Regions from separate parts of the Rattus norvegicus genome. Here region 1 is linked to region 2. A link is a contact called in public Hi-C data. All regions are on one chromosome and are shown on one strand. Each heading gives the region's core, a stretch centred on a gene start, on an enhancer-like site or on the middle of the called end of the contact. The rest is flanking DNA. Distances are from core to core; before and after follow the strand shown.

Evidence for each region. Hi-C and Micro-C count contacts between places; a contact is called where the count stands out from the background.
Region 1: a contact with region 2 is called in a Hi-C map of hepatocytes, with 2.1 times the contacts expected there. The contact joins the promoter of Adamts17 here to the promoter of Aldh1a3 in region 2. A contact is called at or near these places in 3 of 12 Hi-C or Micro-C datasets (Schwann cells, hepatocytes and kidney).

The regions. Positions count from the first base shown.
Region 1 is chr1:129,853,810-129,860,524 of GRCr8, forward strand. It overlaps Adamts17 (ADAM metallopeptidase with thrombospondin type 1 motif, 17), which reads left to right and starts at 2,254. Exons shown (of 23, transcript XM_218753.11): 1 at 2,254-2,454; 2 at 2,772-3,142. The coding sequence starts at 2,379.
Region 2 is chr1:129,422,193-129,429,664 of GRCr8, forward strand. It overlaps Aldh1a3 (aldehyde dehydrogenase 1 family, member A3), which reads right to left and starts at 5,451. Exons shown (of 13, transcript NM_153300.2): 1 at 5,288-5,451. The coding sequence starts at 5,386.

The sequences.
Region 1 (6,715 bases), core at 1,004-3,503, 430 kb after region 2:
GTAGTGGAAGAAGACTTTGAGCGGCACACATAAAAGAGGAGAGACACTACTGAGCCGCTGATCATCTGCCAAGTGTTTATTAGTGTTCCTATGCATCAGCAACGCCTGGGGTGCTGGGTGCAGACGTACACATTAGTGAAGTGGGGTTATTTGAACAACGGAGGCCTTCCATGTCCCCTTGCTTTCTCACTAACAGAGGACTATTTAACATCTGGCCCCTAATCACTGTTGCTGTTTTTAATCCAACCTCCATGAACTTGCCAAACTGAAACGGGTCCAGACAAGAAAGAATGACAAACAATGAACTGAGGAGGGCATGGGTTCGATGCTTGCTTAGCACATTTGATAGCCGGAGTGTTGTCGGGTAGTCAGCAGAGAAGACGGCCCAGCCATGGGTTTAAGCCAGTAGAAAGTCCATTAGCAAGCCAGAAATCACATGGGATGTTCAGGATCTCAGTACAGTCCTGAGCCTTCATCGGGGTGAGCTTTTAAGCACAAAACCATGTCCCGGGTTGACATACTGTTAACAAGAACAGTTAGCCAGAAGCAGAACTACAGAAGCTGAAGAGCAAGCTTAGTACACTCAGAGCCTTTCCTACAACTATGGTTGTCACAGCCTTTGGTTTAGTGTTAGAAGGTAGTTCTGTCTAGGTGCTGAGTTTTATAGCCTGAATGGCATTTGTACCATGGAGTTCGTTGTGCTAATGTCTGGGGCCTTGTTATAGGGGTCTTTGAAACGTCTGATTTGATCAATCACTTTTCTTCTTTTCTTCATAAATTCAGTAAATCTTAAAAAAAAGTGCTTATGATATGTCAGGTATCTCTCAGGCCCTTGTTTTTATTTTCAAGAATAGTCTAAATGATTAGAAGTTAGCCCTCCAGGGGGAGACAGCATAGCTTAGCTCCTTGAGTTACAGAGAAGAAACTGAACCACTCTCAGGGGAAAGACGTCCCCGGCTGTCACTACAGTTGGCTGCTGTGTGACTACACGCAGATGGGGCTAAGCATGTCTTTTTCCTTCTAGTTTCCCCCATAATGGTTGAGGTCATGGTTAAGTTCTCAAAGCTCAAGTGAGACAAAACCCTACTCATAGCCACCGGCAGAGCCTGACCCACGCCTCCTAGTCACCTTCAGCTGCCAACCAGTGAGTGGCAGCCACTGGATCAGAGACTAGATGGCAGCGCACTCTGTGATAAGCCTTTGCGGAGAGCTTCAGACAACTTACCAGGGCAGGGGCATCAAACTTCTTACCTTGTCTCTGGATGCTTTCTGGTCATATAACCCTGTGGTGAAGCCTAGATCCTGTGATGAAGGGGTGAGTCGGGGCCTGTCACAGTTTTGCTTTTTAAAAACAAGCAAGCAAACAGACAAACCAAAAATAGGTGAGATGGGGAGCCGTCTGTGACCACTGTGGTATCCTTTTCTCTGTCAGTCCTGCTTTCTGTAAGACATTTTAAAGAGGCCAATGGAATTACCTGTAGGGATCATCATATCTGCTTAGATACTGCTGGGGAAAGGAATATTCATTCTGTTCTTGAAAACCAGCGTTGAAGTTCAGGGTCTGCCACACTCAGTTCTCTGGTGTCCTACTGTGCAAACCTCAGCTAACATGCCTCCCTAAATACACCTGACCTAAAGTCAGGCTCACAAATTCAAGGCCTGGCTCTGACAGAAACGAGCTGTCCAATTTAAGCAAACTCCTTACGTTTTCTTCTCCCCGGTTTCCCAGTCTTCAGGGCAGTGTTATCACGCCTTCCTGGCTTTTGTGAATATAAAGACTTCAAGAAGCCTGTGCGCTGTGGAGACACACTGTAGATATAGAAGTCAGGTATGAACTCAGGTGTGCTAGAAACACTGGTCTGGGTCTTTCCAGCCTAAACAAGTCAAAAATAGGAGCCACTTCAATACACAATTTTTTTTTCTTGTACGTAACTGGTTGATCTGGCCTATCTTCCTGGGAAGCTATAGCAGCCTCAGAGGTGATCTCCCAACTGAGGACAAACTGAAGGCCAGGTTGGTGGCCTCCTGGCTCCTCCAGGATCCCCACAACCGAGTTGGCTCGCGCCTGCCACCTGGTGTCACAGTCTACCTACTGCCTAGAAACCACGTGTAAGAAAGTGCTTACAACCTAACTACGCACGTTGGTTTCGACCGGCTCTAACCAATACGGACAAGGAAGGCGGGGCAGAGGAAAGCAAAAGCCCAATCACCACCTACTTTCCAAGGAGAAGGTGGGGCTTAGTATTTACCATGTTGGGTTTGTCCGCAGCGCTAATTACTTTTTCCAAAGGCTGCAGGGCTTCACTCCGGCTGGCGTCGCCGCCTCACGCGCCCCTGCTCTGCCGCTACGGTCTTGGGGGCTGCTGGTCCCGAGTACCATGTGTGACGGCACCCTGCTGCCCCCTCTCGTCCTGTCCTTGCTGCTGCTGGTGTGGGGTTTGGACCCGGGCACAGGTAGTGTTCTTAACTAATGCGGCCACCTTCCCGGTGCCTTCCCGAAGCATCCTGGCGCCCGGGTGCCTGGGTGGACTGCTGACAGCATCCCCGGAGGAGGAGAGCGAAGGCCGCGGCCGGAGAACTGGCCTCTGGTTCCCCCTCGACCCCGGGTGCGATCGAGTGGCTTCGCCGGCTTAGAGAGGCCCGGCTCGGGGAGGGAAGGGAGTGCGGGGTCACGGCTGTGCGATACCCACGGAGCCCTGGGAACCCGCGCCGGAGCCGCCGGCAGCCCTGGTGGCCAGGCCGGTGCTGACGCCTGTCCTTTCTCCCCGCAGTTGTCGGCGACGCGGCGGCCGACGTGGAGGTGGTGCTCCCAAGGCGGCTGCGCCCCGACGACGTGCACCTGCAGCTGCTGCCGGGAGCAGCGGGGCTCCGGCAGTGGCGGCGACCGCGAGCATCTCCAGGCGACCCTCGAGCGGGACCGGGAGAGCGCGCCCTGCTGCTGCACCTGCCGGCCTTTGGGCGAGACCTATACCTGCAGCTGCGTCGCGACCTGCGCTTCCTGTCCCCAGGCTTCGAGGTGGAGGAGGCGGGTGTCTCAGGGCGCAGCGGACACCCTGCGGAGCTGTGCTTCTACTCCGGACAAGTCCTGGGCCACCCGGGCTCCCTCGTCTCCCTCAGCGCCTGTGGCGCCGCCGGCGGCCTGGTATTGCCCGCGCCCCCTATGGGTCTGCCTTGCCCAGTCTGTTACTTCTCCTGGGGTGGTCCCGCGGAGGGCTGGGCGGGAGAAGACCTACCTCCCTCCCTATCTCCTTCACTTGGCCTTTCTGACTGTGCCTTCCTAGCAGAGGGAACACAAGGGAAGCCCTGCCATTGTACTGGCTTCTGTTGTGTGCTGAACCTGGCCGAAGTGGGGTTGCATTGAGAAATTAGCTATAGCTCACCTAGAGGAACGAATATGAACCTGATGTTCCCACTCTCTCAGCATCAGCACAGGTGTGCATGTTTTCTGCACGTTATGGGGAAGGAGTAAAGTGTCCATTTCCTCTGTCTGGGGAATGGGGTATCTATGCACCTCTCTTCTGTCCCGTGAGCCTTTTTATACTAGGAGGGGACCCCAGGCAGGCCATGATTAGTCTCACTTTCGTTAGACGAAAGGTAAGACCAAGAGAGGTCCAGTAGTATCTTTATTTCCTTACTCCACAGTAGGCATTTATCTGAATGCACCCTCAGAGAGAACTGCAGGGTACTCACCTGTCCCAGTTGTAAACCCTCCTCTTTTCTTGAAGACCTTGCCTCGCTGTTTTGTTTGAGACAGCCATGACAAGTGCACGGAGAGGCACCGGAAGTTTGGAGTGGTTTTGCTCTCTTTGCGCTCACACTTGAGCACTTGGCTAACGTTGGTGCCCAGCCAAATTCTTCTCTGCTTCTCCAGGGTGCCCCCAAGGAGAGCACGTGGCTGGCAGATGGTTTGCCCCCGAAGAGGCTGGCATCACTCAGAGCATGCGATGTCTCCAATTGTTCTCCTATATCTTGTCACAGCAGATATCTGTGGGATAGTGGTTTCTGATACTGTGTTTTGGCAGCCTGCCCCGGGCCAGAGAAGTTGCCCCTTCACTTATTTTATATCATCACCTACACAACCAGTATTGAAGAGTAAAAGCCCATGGCTCCAAGATTACTTGACGCTCCTGCTCTCTTAGTACTGGGTCAGTGTTGGGGGACCTGTGGATCTAAATTCCTGGGAGCAGCCTGATTTTCAGGAAATTTTTAAGGTCTCATCTGAGGGTATGGTTTACTTTTGTTTGACTGGGAGACATTGGCAGCCTTGGCAAAGGAAAGCAAAGGCGCAGATTGTGGTGGAGCCTGGTAGGTGTTAGTGTGGAACGGGGGCAAAGGGTGTGGGCTGTGGGCGAGGAGGCTCAGATCATTGTAGGACTCGGGTCAGCGCTGTATCATGTTCTGGGAGGGACTCAAAGGCCCACATCATTTCTCCCGTTTTTTTGCCAAAGTGTTTCAAGTCTAGGTCACATCCCTGTACCGTACATAGAAACATCTGAATCCCATTTGCTGCGGTTTCGTGAGTTTCTGGAGAGGTCAGAGTTTATACTTCTTGGTGTAAAGTTTCCAGCGAGGAGCTATCTGTGAAGGAGCCCAGGCTGGAAATCTGGAGAGCACTGATGTAAAGTCCTCCCAGAGTGTTTGCTGAGCCTCCTCTCACAGGGCGGCCGAGCCAACTTTTCAGGAAGACTGCACTGCCCCTTGGCACCATGTGAGGGCGCTGTGCCTTAGAGAAAGGAACCCAGCCAAGACTGAGTTCACCCCAGCCAGTTGCGGGTGGACTTCTAAGTCTTGGGATTTTTCAATTCCAGTTTGAGGAGACACTGCTGTTGTTTGGTCTGTCTTATTCATCCTGTTCGTGCAAGCTGCACATTGGACACTCTCCTCGGGTACACGTAGGCAGAGGCAGAGAGCAGGAGAGCAGGAGGGAAGGGACGTGTGGCTGGGAGCTGGTCTCTTAGCGACAGGGTGATCCTGAGACACAGAGGAAAGTCTATGACCTTAAGCTACCTGAGATTGCCCTGTACCCCATCTTTGGCTTGGTTGTCCACCCATGTGGGTGGTATAGTTGTGCTAGGACCTTTGACAAGGGTAGAAGCTCTCTGAAGCGTGAAGTTGCATGTATGTTTGCCGGGATAGTCTCAGGATCGTAGGGAGCATGGTCCAGAAGATAGCTCTTGGTAGCTTTTGGGTGGGCGCACTCCAAAAGCCTTCTTGTATTGAAAGAATCATGTTGAGCAGGGATTGGCAGGCTTTTCCCAGAAAGGAGCGGAAAGTGAGTATTTTACACATTACGAGCCATCTAGTCTCAGCCGTATCTTCTCAATGCTGCCCTTTCTGAGTGACAGCACCTATGGGAGGCGTATAAACATGTGCGTGTGGCTTTGCTCAACCTACTCTATCCTGGATGCTGGGTAGGATTTTGATCGTTAGTATGTTTCGGCATGACTAATGTCTACAAATGGCTGTGTCTTCACAGGGGCAGGCGTAGCATGTGCTCTGTCTGTCTTCCTGGCATTTGTGCTGTCTGTGCTGTCTGTGCTGGGAGTCTGTTTAAAGGGAGCAGCTACATTACCAGGATGGAGCACTGCTCAATTGTTTATAGGGCACAGAGTATAACTCACCCCCTTCCCCCTGTGTTGGCAGCAGGCAGAGGCGTGGGCCTGTGGTGTTTCCCCTTCTCTGTCTTATCAGGCAGAGTTATGCCAGCTGCACTTTTTGGATCTTCAAAGACCCCAGGCCCAAGGATTAATTGTTTTCTGTTTCTGCTGCCTCGTTTTATTTACATTTCGCGGAGTCTTTAGATGTAGCGTAGTTTTGGAAGGATTCCTGTAACCATGGGATCGGAAAGCAATGAGCTTTAGGCTAGTGGGGAAGGTATGGCTCCTAATGAATTTACCCCAAGCCCCCTGTGACTAGCACCAGTGATGCAAGTGCGGAGGACCAGCAGAATTCCAAATTGAACTTCTGTGGATAGACAGGGCAGTGGGGGCAGGGGAGGCAAGCTCCAGGGAGAGAAAGAGTGTCAATTGTAGGAAAGGCTCTTCATGGCTTTCCTGAAGTGAGTAGGTGAAATGACTGTTAGGAATGGGCAAGGAAGGCTGCCACTGGTCTACTGAAGCTCTGCAGATCTGAATCTCTTTGCCAAGGATGTGTGGCCTGCAGGGAGGGGTACACTATATGGAAGCTGTGGGGGCAGAGAGGACACAAAATCATTCTGACTGTGGAACTTTAAGTAGCCAGGTGCATTTCCAAGGCCATCCCAGAAGGACCAAGAAGAATAGAGTGTCCCTATGCAAATGTCTATGCAAATTAGACACCAAGTTAGTTATCTTGGTGACCACCTTTGCTCTCACTGGTTAGCAAAGACAGCACCATTTTTGTGACCCACCATGGGTGGGGGCGGGTGATGGGAGGTGCCTTTTCCAGTCACCTGTAGAGTTCTTGCAGTTCTCTTGGAGCCTTTAGAGAGCACACACTTTGGTTTTCAGTGGGGGAAGTGTGTGTAGATAGAAGAGGATGGAGACTGAGACTTCTTCCTAGCCAGTGAGTTCTCCAGCAGCGGCTGAGGTGAGAGAGGCTGGCGGTGTTGATCTAAGGAGCAAGCGCAGCTGGCAGTCACATGGCCCTTGGAATCAGGAGACAGGGTTGAGTCGCTGGCCTTGCACTTTACGAGATAGCGTTATCCAGCTGTCTGTGGTTGGTCCGCTATTAGATT
Region 2 (7,472 bases), core at 4,201-6,700:
GTCTTGTCTGCCTTCTTCCCCAACCCCCTCCCCTGGACATCTTATAGATGAGACCTGGAGTGGGGAACAGAACACAGAATCACATGAAGCAACAGATCAGAAGCAGAATTAATCTTTAGAGTTTTTTTTTTAATTATATCATTGTTTGTAGCAACAGCGTGGATTTGCCAAGGCATGGCTGAATTAAATGTTTACGAAGAGAGTGCACGTTGAAGCTTGTGTATTTGTAGGCTTAAGAAAAGGCTGGGCAGGTCTGTGTATAAATCAGGACACAGTCTGTCTGGTCCCAAAAGGCTGTAAGCTATAAGCTGTGCACACTTCCTCCTTGCAAGTAAGACCCCCAGGACCTAGGTTTACTTGAGATCTTCCCATAAATCCTTAGGCTTCCTCAAGCCACACGGTGGCATCATCTCTGCGTCCCTCACAGTGTCTACTTCCTGAGGTCTTTTACGAAGCCAGTGTTGGAACACCAAGCTAAGTCTTTGGGTTAGGAACATTTTAGATTACTTTAAGTGATATAGTAAACCATAATTTATATCCAGAAATAAGTAACTCGCAAAGAGATTATTTTATAGAAGCCCCCAATTATCCAAAACACAGCTGGAAATAGAATTATTTGAAAGGAATTTATCAAATCAGTGTACTGAGACGAATTCTACCCATTCAGACTGTGTTCTAATCTCTAATCACCTTTAAAAGATGGCGCCCAAACATGTGGTTTCACGGGACTGGAGAGGTGACTCAACCGTAATAAGCATTGGCTGTTCTTCCAGAGGATCTGGGTTCAATTTCCAGCACCTACATCATGGCTCACTACTGTCTGTAACTGCAGTTCTAGGGGATCCCACACCCTCAGACATACGTACATACAGGCAAAATATCAATGGACATGAAATTTAAAAAGCAAAAACCAAAAGATGTGGCTTTTGGAAGGAACCAGAAACAGAGGAGACAAGTAACACACAAAGCAGGCTCTGATGGCACGGAAGGTCTGTCAGCCACCAGGGAAGCCACCAGGGAAGCCATCAGGACAACCACCAGGGTAGCCACCATTGTGCTGTAGTTCCTGGAACCTCATTTTTGCAGCCCATCAACAGAAAAGGCTGCCGTGTGCTGGAATTCTACAGCCCAAAACATATCACATAACTTCATGCAAGTTAGTAAAATGATAATAATTGTGTCACTGCAGAGCCAGTTTCAGTGACTGAAGGTGAATCCTTTAGCACACAAGGATTCCCTGATGAGAGTAGATATAGATGAGAGCAAGTGAGAGAGAGAGAGAGAGAGAGAGAGAGAGAGAGAGAGAGAGCGAGCCATGAGTGTGTGGCTGGTTACCATTTCTTCAGGCTCCCTTGTGTGTATTTTGAAGCTTATCAAATAGGAAACACCCCAGGCCACCTCTGGAGTGAATCTCAGACACAGGGCAAGCTTCGGCTAGGCCGGTGAGCAGCGGCTGCCCCAGCCCCTCGATATGGAGCTTGGAGCTGAGCATGAAGTCGCAGTAGGAGATACCCAAACATATTCTGGAAGCTCAGTACCTTCCATGTGAGGCCGGGCCCCCAGGGGAGCGTGCAAGGAAGAGGCCTGGCTACAATTACAGGTTCATTCTTCCAGCTGAAACCAAACCCAAGAGTTCACTTCTGCCGTGCGGCAAGTAATCACTCGGCAACGGCGAGAAATTAATAAGCGGAGAAGGAGTTAAGTCAGTGTGCAGAGGAAAGTGAAGCCAGGAGCAGGCCCATTTGAAGGAAGATGAAATTTCGTCGGTGAGATAATAGAGACTGTCAGTGAAAACTGCTGATTCTAGGTCCTTCCTGGTATCAGTTCCAAGGGGGAGGGAAAGTGAGAAGGTGGTAAAACAGACTCTAAATAGCAGGGAATGGAGGCGGACTGCGGCGATCGGGTGTCTGCCACACACCTCATCTCTAGGCACACTCTTGAAAAACTATAATAGGCAATATATACATATATACGTGTGTGTCCGTGCATGTGTGTGTGTATGTGTGTGTGTAGGTGTACATGCATGTATGTTATGAGTGTGTAGGTGTGTGTGTGTAGGTGTGTGTATGTGTGTGTATGTTATGAGTGTGTAGGTGTGTGTGTGTGTGTATATGTGTGTGTGTATGTGTGTGTAGGTGTGTGTATGTGTGTGTATGTTATGAGTGTGTAGGTGTGTGTGTGTATATGTGTGTGTGTATGTGTGTGTGTAGGTGTACATGTGTGTATGTTATGAGTGTGTAGGTGTACATGCGTGTATGTTATGAGTGTGTAGGTGTGTGTGTATATGTGTGTGTATGTGTGTGTAGGTGTACATGTGTGTATGTTATGAGTGTGTAGGTGTGTGTGTGTATATATGTGTGTGTGTATGTGTGTGTAGGTGTACATGTGTGTATGTTATGAGTGTGTAGGTGTACATGCGTGTATGTTATGAGTGTGTAGGTGTGTGTGTATATGTGTGTGTGTATGTGTGTGTAGGTGTACATGTGTGTATGTTATGAGTGTGTTGGTCTGTGTGTGTGTGTGTGTGTGTGTGTGTGTGTGTGTGTGTGTGTGTGTGTGTTTCTTGGTTGCTCATGACATTGATCTTAGACCTTGCAAGCCAGCAACCTCAAGTAAAACCTCCAGACTGGCTGACCATATTTCCCCTCACAGTGTTTCTCACTGAGCAAAGCTGTTTTCCTTATTCTGCCAGTAAGTAGGATCTTGTAACTGGTTTCCCGCCGCCGGTTTTCTACCCACTAAAACAACGTATAAACAAAACTAAGGAAACAGCCATGGGCATGGCCCACCACGGATGTCAGCTGAATTGTTGAGAATCATAACATACTAGCTGACTGGTATAGAATGAAAACATCTCCACTGACTTGAGAACCAGTAGGACTGGGACATTATTGAGGTATAAGGTTAAAGATACCGTAAGAGGCGGACAGAATTCGTACTTTGTTACTGAAGGCCCCGGAAGGTGTTCTGGATGGAGGTAAAGGTGGTGGTCACACATGAGAACCCTGCTAGCATTATTTCCAGTAACTTCCACTGGACTCAGCTAAATTCAAAGTGGCTATGTTTTCGGGAGATTTGGGGGAATTTTATTTTTCATAAAAGAGATGGTAACATTTTGTATTTTGATGAATTAGAAACCTTGACAGAGGACCTCTGGAAGAGACTTTATAAAGAAAGCGGGTCCCTAAAGTAGAAGAGCCTGCCATCCTCTAAGATCAGCATGGGAAACCCCAGAAGACCCTCCCTCTCCTCACCAGAATCACCCACATGACCCTGTGCCCAGTGTGAAAGTTCGAGTACAACTGAAGGAGCTTTGATACAATCATCCTTCTGGAAGCTGGTAAGTCACCCTGCCATTGCCTGAGCTCAAAGCAGCCTTCCATGTTGGAGAAGCACGGCGAGTCAGGGAAACTGCACACTTCTGCTGGTTCACATGCTCACAGCCCACTGTTGGTGCTGGGTCTGGATCTGCTCTTCCACATCTTTGCCTTCCTTCCTTAGCTCAGGCCACCCTGATGGTACAAGGTTCACCTTGACTTTTTCATTGTTATTAGAGGTCTCTGCAGAGGTGCACGAGAAGCCAAGAGGGAGCAGGTTGGAACCAGTAAAGGGATGAAAGGTGTAGCAGGACATCAGGCAGCTGTATCTCCTGGAACGTCCCAAGGCTTGCAGCCCTCGGTTCCCTGCATCTCACTTTCTTTCCCCAGTCTCTGTCAGACACCCCTGGACCTTCAACCCTCAAAAGGCAGGGGGCTCTGTCAGAACCAATGACTCCTCTGACAACCTCCCAGAATCCTCTTCCATAAAGGCTGCATCTTTAAATTTTAAAGTGTTCCAGGGAATCGCCTAAGAGGCAAACTTTTCCTGCTCTGTGGCCGACAGTTGTGGGAGGATTCAGTAAGATACTAAGCGAAGAGGCAATCCTGTTCACTTTCTGTCTGCTGTGGTGTTTTTATAGAACTGTAAAAACAAAAGAGAGCAGCCACTACCAGAACAAGAGCGGATCATCACAGTGAGGTCTGAAAAATGAAGCCATTATTCGCTCGGTTCCCAGCCCCGATGCTGGAATTCTCCTTCTGAAGCTTACACGGTTAAGGAAACTATATTTAAAAAAAAAAAAAAAAAAAAAAACAACTTTCAGTCCTCCTGGGGCTGTGCCTCTCTTGATTACAGAGCCTTCCTTGGTAAAACAGTTCGTGTAAATGTCATGCAATTTATATGTCGGCATGGCCGACTTCGGGGACCAAGTCCCAACAGAACAGAATCTGAAGCCCACACATAGCGACCTGCCACTTTCACCTTTTGATTAAAATTACGCGAGAGGGATAATTGCTACTTTTGAAAATAAAATGGATGAAAGCGGTTTCTAAGCATTATGTCAGCCGGAGTTGAGATCCGTGGACAAAATGGGAAAAATAAGAGGGGTTGAAGTTTCCAGACCTGAGAGATCTGCGGTCCCTCAGACGCTGTACACACCTAGCAGGCAGAGCAGCGCATCCCTTTTAGAGTTGTTCTTCCTCCCTGAGCTTTCTCTGCTGCCAGACATCACCATTGTCCCTGCAGCTCAGGGACACCCTGCAGTTCAGATCTCACCACTCTGCCAGTGCCAGCCTCCCCGGAAAGAGCAAGAATTAGGCCTGGTCACTGCCTGTGGCCTTGTTCAACCAGCAGTGGTTTCCCTGGGCCCAGATCTAGAGTCCTTGATCAGTGACGTTCCATCTTTCCTCCCCAGCTCTTCTGGTAAGTTGGGTTCAGACAGAACACAGGGAAGGTACCGGACCCTTCTCTCATTGCCCAGGAAGACCTACTTACCAGCTACAGTTCCTGGTGTGGCTCAGACTCGAAACTCATTGTGGAGTCCTCAGGTATCTTTAGCTCCCCTCGACCCTGGCACCCCCAACCCAGATCCTAAAGCCCAGAAAGCCCTCTACCAAGAAGTCACCCTATGCTCATTCGCCAAAAGCACCAGCACTCAAAGTGGGCGGTGGCCGGGACACACCGGGGTCTCTGCAGGCTGCAACTCTGCACCTTGGGCTCTGCACTGCCTCATTCCTGCTCCTCAGGCTTTGAGGTTTAGCTCACCCAGCCAGAAGCTGGGGTTCCCACTCTGGGTGCCCCTCAAAAAAGTGCAGTTTCCAAGGAGCGGACTTGCACCAGAGACGCTCAGGTGTGGGCAGCTCCCTGCGGACTCCCAGCAGTGTTGGCTCCTGGTCCTCTGCTCTCCTCCCTACCAAGCTGCTCCGTGCAGGAATCTGAGGCCGTCGAGTCCAAGGGTAGCCCTGCTCACCTTAGTGAACTTGACCTCCAAGTTGCGGATGGGGCGCGGCAAGGCAGGCGGTTTCCCATCAGGCTGTCCGTTTTCCACAGCCCCGTTGGTGGTGGCCATGACTGGTTCGCACTCCCTGGTCCGTGTCCCCGACGCACCGGCTCGGCCTGGGCGGTGCGCAGCCTGCTCAGGGTGACAGCTCCGCGCCTTTATGCAGCGCCCCACGCCTCCCGCCCAAGGGGGCCGCCTAATTGGCTGCAGGACGGAGGAAGGGAGGGCGGGCGCGGGAGAGGAGGAGGGGACCGGGCCGCCGCAGCCACCCCTCCCGCTGTCCCTGCCCCAGTGGGAGCCGGACGGTCCCAGCCCGACCTAAGCGGCGGCCAGATAGCTCTGCGCATCGCCGGGTGGCCACACCGCGGGCTTCCACAGCCCTGAAGGCTGTCCTACAGCAAGCTTAGAGGGGGCAGGAATTCGCAAGGGTCGGACACCCGTCTGGGCAGGGAGCTGGCTCATAGCGATCACAGTAACAGGCCTCTCTCAGGGCAATCCCGAGACTTTGTCCGAGGCACCTGCGGTCCCAAGCCACCGCAGCCGCTCTCTGAAACTTCGGCGGGAGTGAGCGCTCGCTCTGGGACCCTGCGCTGCGCCTCCCCGGATCTAAGCGTTTTGTGGCCACCATGCGTGACTGTCTCGACTTGGGGTCTAGTTGCCAGAAGCCTAGGCTCCATCCTTCCCAAGCTAGGGCCGCCGGCGGAGGAGGTCCACTCGGAGCCCGGCCGGCTGGGAACTTCCTTCACACCCAGGACAGCAGGCAAAATCTAAGTGACAGCTCTTTTGCTCAGCACTTGGGAGTTTTGCCTGCTGGTCCTGTGACCTTCATAAGTACGCACAGCCCCAGGGAGTCAATTACTTTAATTTTTGAAACGCACAAATTAAACTTCCGTTTAAAAGACTGGAAAAAAAATCCCCCAAACAAAAGACATGAGATCTTTACAGCTAGTTGCTCTCAGACTAAAAGCTCATAATGTTTATGTTGTTCAGAACTGCCAAGAAGGGGTTGTGGGAAAGCATGTCCAACTCCTCTTATTTTGTCGCGTAGGAAATGCTCTATTCAACCCAGGACTTAGACTTAAGCCTCATGGGAAAAATGGGAAACCCTCTCACCCAGCTGTAAGGTCATTGCATCAGTAGGTGAGACTTGAACTCCCCACAGAGGAGGGGGTTTAGTCCTCAGAGAGGTTCGGCCATGTGCTTCTGTGTAAGGTGGCTCCCTCTGTCTGTTCTAAGGACTCAGTGTCCATTTCTGTTCACCATGTTCCTCTTCACTGCACCGTCACTAGGAATCCTTTTGGATAACCAATGAGCAGTAAACCTTCAGAAAGGCCCTATTTGAGCTCTGTCCTCTCAGACAGTGGGAAGGTTTCCTGCTGTTAGGGATTGAGCAGATGAGAATGGGGATGGGGGACTGTGGCCCCCAAATGAGCAAGGACCGACAGGCTTCTGAGAATCTGCCTTTGACACTAGGGTCACTGTTGCTCCATCTTTCCTGTTCTTTCTGGGCTCCCTGCCTGTGTAGCTGGTCCTATGACTCCCACCTTGGTCTACTGAAAACATCCAGGCTGTCTCACACTAGGGCCCCTGGATGCTGAGTCCTGCCATCTGAGTGTTTTTGAAATGCTGAAAGGACCCTTCTCTGTGCAGAGACCAAAGCCTGGCAGTTGTCACAAGCCTATGGGAACTCCTGTCCTCCGAGGATCCTGTCTGGGTTATCAGTTTGACAGGTCTTTAAGAAAATACAAACTCCAAAAATGTACAGAGGACACTGAACTTATCAAGTAATTGTTAGACTGATGGGGGAGGCAAATGGGTTTGGGGATTAGAACTCTGCCCCCTTTTGGTAAGAATCTGTTTCTTTTAAGGTGGACCAGAGTGGACAATGCAGGCTGCCTCATTGCAGAGCCTGGGATCCATTGGCAATGGCCGAAGACAGACTGGCTCACCTTCCTCCTCTTACTAACTCCACGTGACCCGGAGGTCAGAGCAAAATACTCAACCATAGATAGTTCCCTGCAGTAGGCAGTTCCCAAAGAGCAGGTCAGGGGGGATGGGCTTGGCTCTGGGCTTGTCCTGACTGGAAGTCTCTTCCTCCACACCCCTCAGCTCACCATCCAGCAGACAGGGAGAAGCTGAGATGCTCAAGTTCTCA